Regions from separate parts of the Mus musculus genome. Here region 2 is linked to region 1. Evidence: chromatin contacts called from public promoter capture Hi-C data. All regions are on one chromosome and are shown on one strand. Each heading gives the region's core, a stretch centred on a gene start, on an enhancer-like site or on the middle of the called end of the contact. The rest is flanking DNA. Distances are from core to core; before and after follow the strand shown. Region 1 holds the start of AA388235 (expressed sequence AA388235). Region 2 holds the start of 2410017I17Rik (RIKEN cDNA 2410017I17 gene).

Region 1 (2,809 bases), core at 43-2,542:
ATCAAGTTGTGAATGTTTTTAATCTGTTCTCTACTTTCAGAGAATGTGAATCCATGACGGCAGAGGAAAGACATGGTACAAGAACAGTGTAAGCTCACACATCTATCTGCATACCAAAGGAGAGACACTGGGAACAGTGGGAGTCGCTCCTCCCCACCCTCCCATCAGTGCTTCATTGGCTTGCTCTCTCATGAGGTCACAGCTCAGTGGGTCAGCCATGTCCCTGCACTCACACTGGTCCTTGCTGTCTTCTGAGAGCACTGTCAGAAAGCACAGGTGTCGATCACACGTTGGCTTGTTCCAGTGGCAGTCGAGAGTTGTAGGCGTAGGACACAGTGTTCAAGGCGTCCTTGTAACGGTCCATGCATATGGTGATGCATTCCTGCTCAGAGTTGTCCAAGGAGCCCCAGGCTTCCTGATGCACTTCCTGAAACGCCTGTCAGTCATCTTGAGCAGCTCCTGCTCATGCGCAATGGCGGTCTGCACGTTCACCTGCTCTATAATGGTCCCTGGTCCAGCTTTCCGCAACCTACGCCATTAAAGTCCAGCCAGACCACAGGCACAGCCAAACGCAGGTGCCTGGAGCCTGGAAATGTTTAAAACCTCAATGCCCAGCCCAGTGACACTTCTCCAACCAAGCCACACCTCCAATCTTTCTCAAGAGTTCCATCTGCTGGATATGAAGGATTCATTCCTATGAGCCCGTGTGGCTGTTCTCATTCAAACCAGCATAGCGTTCACTATGAAATGGAAGAGACCAGCAGGGTTCTGCAGATGTGTCCAGTGCAATCTGACAGAGATACCCTCCAACAGGGGACTCTGCGGAGTTAGGTCTCCCCCTTTGCCTCTGTCCCCTCCTGCTCAGCCCCTCTCTGTCTCTGTCCTCAGGCCTCTCCCCATCAGTGCCCAGCTCCCCTCCCTCCTGAGCTATGCACTGACACTGTCTCTTCCTGGGCCTCTAGTTTCTCTCATGTGCTCAGCAGCAGGCTGTGGATCAGCTGTGTGGTTTTGATGTGAACATTCCAGTGGTGGCTGGAGAGATGGCTCAGAGCTGAGAGCACGTGTTCCTTGTTGGGAGCCGCCCCACATTCGCTGTCACAAGGTGGCGCTGACATCCTGTGTTCTAAGTGGTAAACAAATAATCTGCGCATGTGCCAGGGTACTCCTCCCCCCATGTACTCTGCCTTCCCCGTGACTACAACTCGGCCATGGGCTGCAGCCAATCAGGGAGTGATGCATCCTAGCAAAAATATAGTTCTCCTTAAAGAGGGAGGGGGTTTCCGCCATCTCTCTCTCGCTGGCATCTCTCTGGCTCTGCGCGCCTTGCGCTCTCTCGCTGCCTAAAGATGTAACAATAGGACTCGGCGCTCTGGCGCGCCCTCGCTCTCCCGCGCGCTCTGGCGCTCTGGCCCCATAAAGATGTAAGCAATAAAGCTTTGCCGCAGAAGATTCTGGTTGTTGTGTTCTTCCTGGCCGGGTGTGAGAGAACGCGTTTGTAACAGTTCCTGTTGCAGAGGATCCAGGGTGAGTTCCATCAGCACATGGTGGCTGTCAACCATCTGCAACTTCAGTTCCCAGGGATCGAATGCTAGTGCTAGTGCACATACATATTCACATACAAAAATGATTACATCTCATGACAATAAAATTTTAAAAATATGATTTGAAAAATACTCCTTCTCTTTCTCCTACACATCCAGAGTGTGAGGACAGGAGTGGAGGGCACAGGAATGTTTGGACATCACTGTCCCACCAGCCAATGAAGAGCGCTCTGTAACAGGACAGGAAAAGATGGTTGAAATAGAGTGTATTGAAATGACAATTTGTCAAAAAGCATAAAATTAAAAATACAGATGATATTTCATTTTATGAACCTACCATGCCCAGTGGGTCACAGCCTCATCCCAGGAAGAAGACACAGTGTGTGCTCATCTTTGCACTTGAGCTGATGTGAGTTTTTGATTCCCTATGAACAAGATAAATTCGACTCAGACGTTTGAATGCTAATTTGTAACAGCCCATGACATCCCAACATCCAGAGCATTCCTGCAGAGAAAGGTGTCCCCTTTCCCATCTTCCCTCCCACTGCAGACCCTCCAGAGTCTCACCTGTTGAAGATGAAAGAGAAGCATCGCATTCTTGGGCAACAGCGCCGCCTGGTGGAAGAAACAAAGAGGACAGCGTCTGAACCCACAGAGCTGAGGGTAAAGGGGATCCAGGCTGCTGAGCTGCCCCAGGGCCTCCTTCCTATCTGCACTTCTCCAGGGCTCTCAGGTCTCAGGCCGCCCTGCTCTCATCAAACTACATCCAGAAGAACTTTACGTGCTTTTCCAGCCGTGGGAAGAAAACTCCCTGTAAGAGGGGAGGCAGGAGGCAGAGCCATGGGTGCTAAAAGGAGCTGCAAAGCCCCAGAGAGCAGTTCCAGAACTCGGACAGGGACCATGGTGATGATTCTTTGATGTCAGCTACATGTGGGGTTAACTAAAACCTCAAAATGGAGGGCAGCATCTGTGAGGTGTTTTTGCTTAATTTGAAGTGTGAAAATCAATTTCTGATCCTTTTCTTTGAGGTAGGAAGACACAGGTGTAAACCAGAATATTTGAGCAGGAGCCCCTCCCACTTTTTGCTCTGGGCCATGACTTCTGCTGGAAGCCTACATGAAGACCTGGAAGAAGGAAAGGCTTGCTCTGTGTCTGCTTGCTCTTCTGGTTTCTACAGTTGCTGATTCAGGCATGGTGTTTCCCTACTGAGAGGACTGGACTGTACCTGCTGGTTCCTGTATGGGGTCTGCTGGCCAAGAAGTCTGGAC
Region 2 (2,924 bases), core at 55-2,554, 2.2 Mb after region 1:
TTAATATGTGTTTGAGTTCATTTCAAGATCAGATATTAGGGCCATATGCTCTTGGTAGGATGCCACCACTGAGTCTTCCACTGTGGTCATCTTGCAGACCAACATTAACTGTCAGTTCAAGTGAACAGCCATCACAAAGTGTGCAGCCAGAGAAAATGACTCCCTGCCCCTGACTCTGGGGGACAAGGTACAGGTATGTTACACAGGACCCCTGGAGTGAGCTGTGGACCCCAGTGCAGCACTCACTGGAACACACTGGGCCCACAGGGAGGGCTCACTATAGCCCTGGATTTCAGAAGACCCTGTCACTCAGAAAGTCCAATTCCTGATTCACTAGGGGGAGCACTGTAATTTGTGGGGGCAGAGAGACAGCAGGAGGCTTCTGCATGTTTAGGTCTGACAGGAAACAGTGTAATCTCACAATAATCGATCTTTTAATGAGAACCCTGACTTATCTTGTGTAATTATCCAGGTTAGCAATGTAGACTGATACAAATGATAATAGGAGGGCAGGGAGAAACAGGATCACTCCAGTGCAGACAAAAACTGACTAGAAACAAAATAACGCCTTCAAAAAAAAAAAATAAAGAAAGAAAGAAAAAAGAAAGAAGAAAAAGAAAAGAGAAAAAAGAAAAAGAAATTCCAGTATTTATATTCCTCCAGGGTAGCCCATAAGGGCTCATGTGACCATTCACCACTGTAGGAATAGAAAGAATTGTGTTACAGACAGGGAGGGATCTGGGAGAATGTATTCTTTGAAAATTCTAGAAACTGGGGCAACCAGCCTAGTGTTGGGGAGTCCATGTCTCCCATCAGGTAAAGGCGACTTCAGGTCCTGAGGTGTAAGGGCTGACACACTCAGCAGGACAGGAGTCCATGTCCACAGACAGTGGGTGTGGGCAGAGAATCCAGACTAGGAGAGGCCATGGCTGACAGAGGCTATAGGGGAACTGAAGGGAGCAGCTGTTGTCACCTCAGGGAAATTCTCTCCTTCCCTCCTGAGACAGCCTGGGCACTGTCCAGGGAGAAGGCTGAGCCCTGGAAGAGTCAGTGCAGTCACTGTGACAAGGGATCAAGAGACCCAGGGACACACTCTCCCTTCTGGGACAGGGGCATCACCCCAGCTGAGGGTTTCTTCTTCCCCAGGACTGAGCCCCAGCCCGAGGGCAGAGGGAGGAGCTGCCCGCGGCCCCTGCACCTGTGCGCAGCAGCGTCTCCTTCCCGAGCTGCAGGTATCTGCGGAGCGACTCCACGCACTCGCCCTCTAGGTAGGCCTTGTAATGCTCTGCAGCACCAGCCTGCTCCCACTTGCGTCGGGTGATCAGCGCTGCCAGGTCCGCCGCCGTCCACGTGTTCAAGTCTTCGTTCAGGGCGATGTAATCTCGGCCATCATAAGCGAACTGTAGGTATCCGCGGAGGAGGCGCCCGTCCGACCCCACGTCACAGCCGAACAACAGCTGGAACGTGTGAAGGCCTGCGGGATCCCAAGGTCAGCGCCGCTCACCCGCACCGCCCCCGCTCGCCCTGGCCTAGTCCACCAGCGGACTCCTCCAAAGTGAAAGGGAAACCGGTCCTGGGTCGGTTCTGCTCCCGAACCTAGACTTGGGATTGGAGATCTCCGGCCCCTGTCTAGGGACATTTCGAGCTCGTGACCTCCCACCCAGGGTCACTCACCGCCTTCACTCTGGTTGTAGTAGCGCTGCGCGGTCCTCAGGCTCCCTCGGAAACTCTGCTCATTGCGCTTGGCGATCTGTGTCTCCCGCTCCCAATACTCCCGCCCCTCGTGCTCCATCCATGGAGCCCGCGGCTCATACCTCGGATTCTCCGCGTCGCCGTCGAAGCGCACGAACTGCGTGTCGTCCACGTAGCCGACAGAGATGAATCGGGGTTCCCGGAGGCCAGGGCGGGACAAGGCGGTCTCGAAATACCGCATCGAGTGTGAGCCTGGGGGCGGCGCGCGGTGAGACCCGGACCTCCTCACGGGACTCCGGCCCACTGCGCGGGCCGGGAGGGGAGCAGGGCGCCGGGCTCCGGATGCGGGTGTAGAAGGGCGGAGGGTCTTGTGAGCGACGGGGGGACGCGGATTCCACAGTGCCGTCCCCGCCCCTCCACGCAGAGGCCGTTTCCCTCCCGACCCCGCACTCACCCGCGCGGGTCTCGATCAGGGTCAGGGCGGCCGCCAGCAGCAGGAGCAGCATTCGCTGCGCCATTGTCCCATCTGGGATACAGGGCATTTGAGGCCCTCGGGCTGCTTGGACTTTATAACCAGCGCCCGCGGAGGAGCTGTTGGTTCCTTCCCCAGGATCCTGCCACCCAATGGAGATGAGACCTGCCAGATAATTCCTGCTACCTCCGGGTCCAGAGAGGGCATCAGATCCCCAGGAGCTATAAAGTGGTGCTGCTCCAGGGCAAGGGAGGGGCAGGAGCTGAGCTGCAGGAGAGGGTGGTGTCTGCAGGGAGCAGAGTGAGGCCCTTGTGCACCTGTGTCTTAGTGAGGGTTTCCATTGCTGTGATAAGACCCCATGACCAAAAGCAACTTGAGGAAGAAAGGGTTTCTTTCAGTTTACACTTCCACATCTCAGTCTATCATTGAAGAGATTCATGGCAGGACCTTGAGAGAGGATTCTAAGTAGGAACTGAAGCAGAGACCATGAGGATCAGTGCTAATAGCTTTGTAGTTTATGGCTTGCTCAGTCTTCTGTCTTATACAATTCGTGATCACCACCCAAGACCAACTCCAGTGGGCTGAGCCTTTCCATACTGATCATTCATAATAATTTAAAAATGCCTTATAGACTTTCCCAAAAGCGTCCTGGATGGAAGCAATTTCTCAATTCAGGATCCTCTTCTTATATATGTCTCAGTTTGTGTGGAGTTAACAAATGCAAACAGCACAGCACCCTGGTGCAGGGTCACTCAGTGAG

Evidence for each region. Capture Hi-C pulls out chosen DNA fragments and counts their contacts.
Region 2: a promoter capture Hi-C map of adipose tissue shows a contact between it and region 1, with 4 times the contacts expected there. The contact joins the promoter of 2410017I17Rik here to the promoter of AA388235 in region 1. A contact is called at or near these places in 2 of 484 Hi-C or Micro-C datasets (the C2C12 cell line and liver), 5 of 115 datasets of contacts at active chromatin or transcription factors (astrocytes, embryonic stem cells, extraembryonic endoderm stem cells and 2 more) and 1 of 9 other capture datasets (adipose tissue).

Annotation. Positions count from the first base shown.
Region 1 is chr17:33,980,200-33,983,008 of GRCm38.p6, forward strand. It overlaps AA388235 (expressed sequence AA388235), which reads left to right and starts at 1,293. Exons shown (of 1, transcript NR_033305.1): 1 at 1,293-2,809.
Region 2 is chr17:36,143,714-36,146,637 of GRCm38.p6, forward strand. 2410017I17Rik (RIKEN cDNA 2410017I17 gene) reads left to right here and starts at 1,305. Exons shown (of 4, transcript NR_033517.1): 1 at 1,305-1,489. It overlaps Gm10499 (predicted gene 10499), which reads right to left and starts at 2,236. Exons shown (of 8, transcript NM_001370818.1): 1 at 2,147-2,236; 2 at 1,675-1,944; 3 at 1,199-1,474. The coding sequence starts at 2,210. It also overlaps a transcript of Gm8909 not described here.